2 separate regions of the Gossypium hirsutum genome follow, and region 1 is linked to region 2. The links are chromatin contacts, called in public Hi-C maps. All regions are on one chromosome and are shown on one strand. Each heading gives the region's core, a stretch centred on a gene start, on an enhancer-like site or on the middle of the called end of the contact. The rest is flanking DNA. Distances are from core to core; before and after follow the strand shown. Region 1 has its middle 75 kb from the start of LOC121220602. Region 2 has its middle 16 kb from the start of LOC107900693.

Region 1 (5,559 bases), core at 2,673-5,172, 61 kb before region 2:
TACTTATTTGTATATCGTAGTCTGCTTAAAATATCAAGGAACATGGAATGGACTATACAAGTGTGACTATTCCATGACTTGTGTCCAATCCAGAGATAAAGGACTTAAGGATTATTGCATAAAAGGTTAATCATAAAAGGTTATGTCGAATCATGATCTCTTGTGACTTAGGTAGCAATGATGCATTGCTAGATGCCACTCATTGTTTGTAACATTGGAATCGTTCTAGTATTACTGCTAACGTTACAAGAACCTACAGGGTCACACCCTATAGTTAAAATTAACGGAATAAACCATAGTTGGTATTGTTTTTAAGTGTCACTTGAATTAAATTAATTATATAATTAATTTAATTCAATTTCCAACACATTATGTACAAGGTTGTTGTACACATAATGAGGTTAGCATATGAATTCAAATAAATATATGGTTTACCGAAATTATATTATAATTAATGTAATTCTAATTTTTAGTTTAAAATATTATTATATTTATTTTAATTCATAAATAAAAACCCTAAAAAAATAAATAATAAGGATATAAGTATCCCGTTTTTCTTTGTTTTGGTCTAGCAGCCGTCAAAGAAAATTCACTCTCAAAACTATTTTGGGGATTTCTTCCGTTCGTAGTCAACTGAGTGGATCACGTAGAGGTCGGAGTCTCGATAGATTACGGCTTAGTTCGACTGTAGATCAGACTACACGTTGTTGAGAAGTTGCTGTCTACTCAGAACAGCATTAGGTAATTTCGTAACCCTTTTCACCCTGATTCGTTCCTCACACATGGATCCGTGTTTAGGGTCGCCGATTATTAAATTTTTCCGCTGCGCCGTAGGGGTGCCGGCTATCCAACAAAAACAACATAGTAAACATTCAATTTAGCTAACATTAAAATGATCACAGTTCATACAAACTTACCTCGATAACTAGGGTTGTAGAAGTATAATTGAACACTAATCCGAAGATTTAGCTTTTCCTCGATTTAAGTCCGAATGTGGTTTATCTTGATCTAAATAGATAATTTCAAGCAATTAAGTACTTCTAGTATTCAATGCTTTTCCTCGATTTAAGTCCGAATGTGGTTTATCTTTATCTAAATAGATAATTCCAATCAATTAAGTACTTCTAGTATTCAATTTAATCCATAGTTCATATTTATGTAAAATTACAAATTTACCTCTAATACTTTGACTTTTCATAATTTAGTTCTTAAGCTCATAACTTAAATATAACTCATTTTAGCCTAAATCAAACTTAACCAATGTTACAAGGGACCTTGAAATAACCCATATATACCAACATTTCACAGTAAAACTTAAGGATTTACACTTTTAACAAATTAATCCCAAATTCCAAAATTCATCAAAAATCACTTAACAAAACTTGTTTATTTTACAATAAAGATTAATAATCTATCAACTAACATCCAAAAAAATTCATGGAAAGTCCCTCAACCTTTAGCAATTTTTCAAATTAACCACCGGGATAGCTAGATTAAGCTAAAACGAACTCAAAAACATAAAAATCATAAAAACCGGGGCTTGAAAACTCACCATGCAATCACAATATGTTGGACAGACCTATCTTCTTCTTCAATGGATAATTTTAGGTTTTCAAATGAAAGAATAAGGAAGATGATACATAGTTTTAGTTTATCTTTTTCATTTATTTATTAAATTACCAATTTAACCTTTATAAATCATTTAAACTACCATAAAATCTATCCATCACAATCCACTATTTTAATAATGGTATAATTACCTTATAAGCCCATTAGCTTTCCTTTCCATAAACATTTAGCCCTTTTAAATAATAGAATTTAACTTTTACACCTTTTACGATCTAGTCCTTTTTACTTAATAAATCAATTAAACATCAAAATTTCTTAACAAAAGTTTAATACAACCTAAATATAATCACATGGACAATAAATAAATAATAAAATAATAACTCACTTGTCAAAATTGTTGTACCGAAACCACTATTTTCGACACCACTGAAAATGAGATGTTACAAAAGTAACTTTTTTTTAATTTTGTTGACGTTGCATACTCGTAGATTGCCATGTAAATGACACGTAATCATGTAATTAATTTTTTAAAATTTCAAATTTCAAAATAAATTATAAAAACTATTTTTAAAAATTAAAAATCATTAAAATTATTAAAAAGTTATAAAAAAATATTTTTAACATTTTAAAAAAGTAATTAAATGCTTACTTGTTATCTATGTGGTAATCCACATGTAAGCCATGTTAGCAAAGTTAACAAACATTAATTTTTCCATCTACTTTGAGGTGATTTGACAAAAAATTGCAAGTTCAAGAGGGTTAAAATAACTTTTTTTTTGTAAAGTTGGAGGACCAAAAAAGCAATTATGCCTAAATAAATAAACGGAAACATTATATTTTATATATATTTACTTTCTAATTATTTATATATTAGTTAACAAATTAATATATATATGTATAAATGTATGGGGACATGTCATACATGTTATATATCCTTGATTTGTTTAAATGTAGGTTTCTGAATTAATTGGACCAACATGTCATATTTTTTAGTTTTCTTGCTCATAATGTTTTTCATTTCTTCTTGTGTTGATCAGTGTCATTGAATTTGTATTAATATAGCACTTTTTGTAAGGATATGTTGGCAGGGACCTTTTTCTGTCTGCTAATTAAAAAAAAAAAAAGAAGACAAAAGAGATAGAACCACATTCATTTAGATTCCTAGTAAGTTAGCTGATTTATGGGAGAAATTCATTGAAGGATTCAATTTTCATAAATTTGGTAATTCAATTTCGGTTTAAACTTTAGGGTTAAATTAGAATGAGACAGCTACAATTATTTATATACCATATACATAATACGTACGTACGTACGTGGGTGTGTAATTTTAAATGAAATAGAAGCACGTGTCTCCCTGTGCATGGGATCCCACACCAATTTAAATCTAAATTTAGGTCAAAAGTCATGTTTAATGAAAAAACAATAGCAAGAATTGGGTCATTCTGCCAAACACACTGTTTTGATGAATAAATATTTATCCCCTCAACAACAACTAAAAATATAAAATAAGTATGGTGTGCCAACACTTCCAAAACAGCCATGCTCTTATCTGTAAAGTCAGAAAATGACTTGTAAAGAAAGTGATTAGCATGAAACGAATTTTATGACTTAGGCCATGCCATTGCAGTAACTATTGTTTAATATACATTCTAGATCGTTGATCCTTTTATTTATTTATTTATTTATTTGGCTTTTGGCTTTACAAGTAGCTAGGGTCCCTCTCTAAGGCTTGATAACATCATGAGAAGGTGGATTTCATTTAGCCAAGAGTGGTATCCACCCCAGGAGTTGCCCCTAATATCAAAACAATCTAATAATATATAATATCAAAGTGGGGTAGAGGAGCATGATTTGATTTTATTTCTTTCCTTTTTCCGGCTGTTTATCCCATCCCATCCCATATTGTCTCATTCATACAAATTTTAAATTTATAATTCTATTCTATGCCGATTATATTACCACACATCATTTAAAATCACATTTTGTATAATATATCATCACCTAATTTACACATCTATACACTGAACAAGAATAATATAATGTCACACTATAATACTGTAGTCTTTGCTGTTGCTATTGCTATACATGTTAAATCAGTGCACACTGCACACATACACAAAACTCAGCAGTAGCAGAGAGAGAGAAAGAGAAGGGAATATTATCTGTATGAATACCCCAACAACACTAGAATAGCCCTCAAAAAGTTGAAACTTATCTTCATTACAAAAAACAAAGAAAGCCAGCACATAATACAATTAATGTTGCAAACCGAGGCTGTCCTGGTTTTGTGTTTCTAAATGGTATTGTGTTTTGTTTTGGCCCATAGAAAAACCGGTATTATTGGCAGTGCCATACGCCCCCATACCTATTTCGCTATGTACGAATTCTTTAGGCTTACGGCATGGGCTGGCTTGCATTTAATATTCTCAACCCCCCCCCCCCTTTGATTATTTATTTTTGCTCCTTCACTGTACGGATATTAAAAAATTATACTCATTTCAACACTAGCTATTATTTTAATCATCACAACTTGCTTCATGCACGTTTTCCAGAGTCATGCAAACTTGTCGTGTTTAATCAATTGGGAAGAAAATGTGTGAGAAATTTCCTGGTCAGAGTTTATGATATTTAACTATCACCCAACTTGCTAAGACTTAAATACAGTGTCACTCACTCTCTGATCCGTCTAATTATAAATTCCATTTCTTTATTTTACCAAGATTAATAAATTAATTTTTCTATTTTAATTTATTCTAATTAAATTAAGTAATATTATTAAAAAATCAATAATTTGTATATAAAAATTAATAAATGTCTATAAAAATTAAAATTTAATAAATTAAAGATTTCTCAATCTCCATAAAATTAAAGAAATTTTAAGATATATTATAACCGAAAATGAAAACACATAGAATTATTTAGGTCAAATCACTAAAAAAGGAAAAACCCAAAAGAAAATTTCAATGTCAAAAAAAGGTACTTGCTGTACCAACTTTGAATCTGGTCAATAAAACCACACTTTGATCAAGTGATATTTTTGGTTGCAGAATTGATAACAGCTAATCATGTCTGAAGCTGATTTAACGTTTAAATCAGAGGCTATATGTTGTGGTTTTTGGTTTTGTTGGGGGTGGATTTAGAATGGATGGCCATGCTTAACTAGTCTTACGTCAAAAGGCAAAGAGCATATGGATAGATTTCCTTTCTATCATAAAAAGCTGAAAGCCATACATACATATACATACGGTATTAAAATTGTTAAACCATTTAAACTTATCCATATTAGTGGATTGATGGCACGTAGCCAAAAGACACAAAGGGAAAAAACAGAAATTGTTAGATTGAAAAAGGAAAGCTGATGTCAAATTCCTACCCTAAAAATTAATAATAGTGGGGTCCTTTTAAGTGGGACTGTGATGGATCCACAACCCTTCCTAAAGATAGGAGGATCTGGCTTTGATCATAATCTTTTAACCTCTTTCTTTTAGTGTATAAGGTTTGTTTGTTTTATGATGGCTACCCATTATGGTAAAATCAGAACTTAATAAAGAAAAGGTTTTTATTTCATGAGACCCAAACAACCAAGTGACTGTCATCTTCAGCAGTCACACACTTTTTAATAGTGGGAAATCTCTCACTATCTTCTCCCCCCTAAAAAGAAGACAAATGATAGCTGGAACCAAGTACCATTCAAAGAAAAGACAATCTGATTCCAAAAATCATTCACAAACAAGGCTTCGAGTCCAAACTTTTTCTGTTTCTTTACTCACTTTTAAATTACCACATCACTCATAGTGCTAATTAATTTATATGGCAACTGAAGTTAATGATAGAGCGCTTATCAGTCTATAACCAACCAACAACCACTTTTCATTGTATTTGTATATAAATAATAAACAACAAATCTGTAAAAGCAAGCAAAATTTCTATATAAATATTCTAATGATAAAAGTGAGCTCAATTGTGTGCGCCTTGATTCGTTTGATATTC
Region 2 (5,125 bases), core at 899-3,398:
CTATTGCATGATTTGTCTTCAATAATGAGATGCTAAAAGTCCTTAAATAGGTGCATTTAAAATCTCAATAATTTTGGTCAAACATGTCAATCAAATAAGATAAGTTACAATAACTTGTCAGATGTTCGTTAAGTTGCAATTGACACTACATCTAACCTTTGAAACTGGCATTGATAATCTCCCCATTTGGCATTTTTGAAAAAACACATAGCAACACATCAAGAAAGGTAATTCAACCAATATCATCTCGATACTACCCCTTAATCCAACCATCTAGCTATGAGTCAACACCATGGAATTAACTATTAGTGCAAGATAACATAAGTATTAACAATAAAAAATGTATAATAATCCAATATTATAATAGAAACATGGCAAGGGCAATTCATCAAGTACATGCCTTAAAAAATAGAAGTATCAAACAAAGTATTATCATCCAAAATAAACAAAGGTGAAAGAAAAAAAATAAAAAAGAATTTAAAGAACTTTAACAAAGAATTTCAAAGAAATTAAACAAAAAAACCCAAAAAAATCCTACTTCTCTCATCTCCTATATGAACTTACTTTTCCTCTTTTATGCTTAAAAAAGCAAAGGCATTAGAGTCCTTGAGCAAGCAAATCCATCTTGTAATAAAGAGCCTGGGTCGTTTAATATTAAAAAAGATTCAATTGGAGTTCATAATACTAAATATTCTTTTTGAGTTAGGCAACTTCTTTATCCAAATGCTTAGTATATCTAGCTTGTGCAGCACACAAAACATTAACGGATGTTAAGCCAATTGCAATTTGGGCAACAATTGGTGCAGGCTCATCATTTTCATCAGTTAGAGTAGCCACCTTAATATCTGCAACAACATGTTTTCCCTTTTTTCACTTTGATAAATACTTCAACTCAACTAACTTAGTTCCATAGACCTCATCTTTTTCATTAATATATGACTTTTGCTTGAGGGAAATTTGAAAGATAAGATATGGAAATGGAAAAGCGAGCCTCGTGTTTTTTTTATCTCTGCATGCTTTACCATGGAAGAAACGTATGGGTCTTTAGTTTTTAGTGTTCAATTAGAGCGGATAGTAATGTTGAAACATATGTAACTCTCACAATATGGCTAGTGTGATAGAAATCGACATCCTATAATTGGGGGATGATTCTCTCGTCTGAGTGCACCTACACTTATATTGCCGTGAAGGTGAGCCATAAGAGAGTGTTGCAATGATGTTGTCTCCTTGGAAAAATATGCTCCTTCAGTTCTCATTATGTTGGTTGCCATTACAATACCTTTGAAAATTTTAACTTGATGGCACTTAGCTATGCGAGGTTTTAGGTAAAACATAGTAAACTATTTGTTTTGGATGCTTTTGAAAAACTAAAATCCTTAAACCTTATTTATAAGTTTTAAAATTACGATTTGAGAAAGGTTTACATTATAAAATCGACACCCACGTATGTCGAATTTAACTTAATTTTCCGTTAAAATTAAATAAAATTACATTATATGTCATTTTAAATGTTTTTAATAACTCGAAACCTATGAATGTTGAGTTTAGGGTTTAGGCTTATCCACGTTGATTTTAAAATTAAATTATACTATTACAATATAATTTCAAAAATTACACCATGAACTCGACACTTACGTGTGTTGAGTTGTTGTAATCATATCAAAATAATTACTTTGATTCCAATGCGACGCGGATGCATTGAGAGTGATACCATGCACACCAAACTTAATACTTGTAAATATCGAGACATCTTTAAATAAGATATTTCAAAAGATAAATTCCAAAAACATATATTAATAAATAAAAAAATAACTAATAACATTGTAAAAAAAAAAACCTTATAGATTGATATTTTCTTAATTTTTATATTATTATAAAAAATTGCCACTAAAAATGAAAAATTACATTAAAAAAAGGAAAAATAAATAGGAAAATGTGAAAAAGCAATGCATTTACTTGGTAATAGAAGTTGTTGGGCAGATATGTCGAAGTCGTATTGGTGTCGTATAAATCTCAAACCAAAACGGCTTTGATTTTAATGCAGAATGACGGTTCATTGTATTTGGACTGTATGGAGTTTTTTATCCTTGTCCACCTGCATCCACGTCATCATCTACAATAGATTCCTAGTCCCCATACCCCAGGCAAAATTATTGGAACAACTTAATCAATTTCATATCTACACGCAGAAGACTGCGCGTGTTGTGAACCTCATATATAATACAGATTCCGCTAATAGTTTTTCTGGGATGTAACTAATTTATTCACATTTTATTTTAAAAGAAAAATAAGAGTTGATATTATTAAAAAAACAGTAATAAATTTTATATGTAAGTCATAAAATAAATATAAAAAATGTCAAAAAAAAATATTATAGCAGTAAAAGCTAATTCTTTTTTGGTACCTGTAAAAGCAAGGTGTTAATGAAGCATTATCTTCTTTTGAAAACTGTTTAAACCTTATTTAGACTTTGATAAAAATATTCACTTGTTTGAAAAATATTTAATGAATTAAACATAAATTTAAAATATATAATTTTAACTGAAATCATATATTTTTTTATGAAAAGTATATTTAATTTTGTAATATTTCATTATGTAATTAAGTTTTTTATTGTGCAATTAAAAACAAGAAATGAATAAATTAAATAATAAATAATAAATATATAATTGTTTTTATTTAAATTTGGGTAAACTATCAAAATAGTCTCTTTTGTTTACCTCAAGTTATATTTTGATCATTTATGTTTGAAATGTTATGCTTTAGTCACTTACGTTATCATTTTGTTACATTTTGGTCACTGAGCCATTAATTGTTATTAATGGTGTAACGGTAAGCTAACGTGGCACGTTAAATCATCATTTCAAACGAAAATTTTAGGTTAAATTATACAATTGGTCCCTATAATTTTTCGTTTTGAGCATGTTAGAGATTGTGCGACCCAAATCCCGTCATTTGTTGAATAAATAAATATAATGACGGATTTGTGGGGGTACGAACCATACCGCACAAGTTGAGTCCGTATAGAACTATACTTCTACTACTTGACTTTAATTAGAACAGGTTTTTCAACCCTTAAATAAATCGAAACTCCTCTTATATCATTTTTTTCAACATTAGTGAATTTATTCTCCTCTACCCGTATTTTTTTCCCGAAAAGGTTTCCACGTAAAAGCTGTGTGTTCTTATTTTTTTCTTATTGCTTTACGATCGTTCTACTACCATTATTGACATTTATTATAACAGAGCAATTTAATTTTTTTTTCGTTTATGTTCTTTTAAATTTCCCTTTTTTTTCTTTTTTTCTTTTCATTCTCTTCTGTTTCTCCATCTATTTTCCTCCATTCTCCATTTCTTTTAACATAGTTTTTTTTATGTTTTTCATTTCTTTTAACACAACTTTTTTATGTTTCTAAAACAAGAAAAAGTGAAAGCTAAAACCAAAATAAAAATTGCCTCGCACATTCTCACCCCATTCTTATCCCGTAGTTACAAACCCTCATCATCCATTGTCTCTTTGATGGACCAATTCGGATCTCTCAATGACCTAGTCCACAAGCTCGCCTCACTCGAAAACCTTGCCAATCATGACCTATGGTGGTCCACCTTCAATAAATTTCCCGAGCCCATTCCCTCAACCTCCTAACCAATCCCCATGACCACCTTATCTACCTTACCTACAAGATTCTTGCCCTCTCGAAACTACGTTGTTTCATGAATTCTTCAAACGAGCTCAACACTTTCAATGACTAAAATGACCACCATACGAAACTTACCCAAACCAATTTGGTTCCAGGCTCCCTTTATCTCTTCGATTCATCCATGATCGGTTTCCAATCAAGTTTTATTGGGAATATCCAAGAAGGTTTGGATTAATTTTATCGTTTGCCTAATTTTATTCGTCAGAAAATAAAAGAAGGAAAGTAATAACCTATATACACGATTTTTGTCAAATTTTGGAAAAGAAAAAAAATTATTTTGAATATAAATAATTCAATTTATGTTTAGATTTGATTAAGGCTATGCTTTTTTATATTGATCAGTTAGATCTAGTTTTAGTTTCAAAATTAGGTTATATTCAAATCAAGGTTTGATTAAGAACGATTGATATTTGGTTTTGAGTAAAATTCAATTTAGGAATCATGTGAAAGAAACAATGACTTGATTTATTTGGTGGGTAAAGATTATATTTTTGCAGTGAAGAATATGAGAAGAGAGAAAATAAAGGGGAAGAAAAAGAGAAGGAAAATAAAGAAATAAGAAGAAAAAATATTAAATTGTTCAAAAAAAAGTATAGGGACTAGTTGTGCAATTTGACCTAAAATTTTAGTCTAACATGATGAAATAACAGGCCACATCGGATTGTTATTACACCATTAACAGCAGCTAACAACTCAGTAACCAAAATGTAACAAAACGATAACGTAAGTGACTAAAACGTAACATTTTAAACATAAGTGACTAAAATGTAATCTGAGGCAAACAAAATTTAACTATTTTGATAGTTTACCCTTTAAATTTTGCTCAGATCTAAGGTTACTTGAAGAGGAGGTGGGCATTCTTCAAACTTGCTTTATTGAGTTTTAGAATTGATTTGATAAAAGTTAATTGCTAATACTATTAGTAAATCATAAATTTTTATCAACTCAAATCTAAAATTCAAATTAAATACTAAAAAATTAACATCATTACTTTTAAGTATCAAAATATATAAATTTTGTCAAATATAATTTTTAAATTGGACAAAAAATTTAAGTATAACATTAACAGATATATCATTAAGCGAAAAAAAGGAAGAAAGAAAGAAAATGAATTAGACTTGTCAATTTAACCACATAAATTTAGCAATAGATAGAAATTTAGGCATTGATTTTGTGTTTTTATGTCGGCTATATAGAATACTCAAAAACATGATGGATAAGATGAACAGGCGCGTGGTAGTGACGTGCGAAAAAGATGGTCGGGGACTATAAAGTACGGTTGAAAGGCATTGAAGGCAATAGAGGTCGGATTTATTTGCATTAAAAAGCAAAAGCATTTTTTATGGAAAATAATTTAAAATATTTTTATTAAGAAAATTTGTTTTTATTTTTACTTTTTTAATATTTTTATATTGATAATTTCA

Evidence for each region. A called contact is a pair of places that touch in the nucleus more often than the background predicts.
Region 1: a contact with region 2 is called in a Hi-C map of leaf, with 2.5 times the contacts expected there. The contact joins two enhancer-like sites. A contact is called at or near these places in 9 of 34 Hi-C or Micro-C datasets (anther, cotyledon, fibers and 1 more).

Annotation. Positions count from the first base shown.
Region 1 is chrD08:54,809,169-54,814,727 of Gossypium_hirsutum_v2.1, reverse strand. No RefSeq gene overlaps it. Among protein-coding and RNA genes, the nearest start is that of LOC121220602, 75 kb to the left of the region's middle. Within about 2 kb of position 3,922, at least 4 of the 9 cell types and tissues checked have an H3K27ac peak or open chromatin away from gene starts, as enhancers often do. A contact at or near this core is called in leaf, where this site is marked.
Region 2 is chrD08:54,746,529-54,751,653 of Gossypium_hirsutum_v2.1, reverse strand. No RefSeq gene overlaps it. Among protein-coding and RNA genes, the nearest start is that of LOC107900693, 16 kb to the right of the region's middle. Within about 2 kb of position 2,148, at least 3 of the 9 cell types and tissues checked have an H3K27ac peak or open chromatin away from gene starts, as enhancers often do. A contact at or near this core is called in leaf, where this site is marked.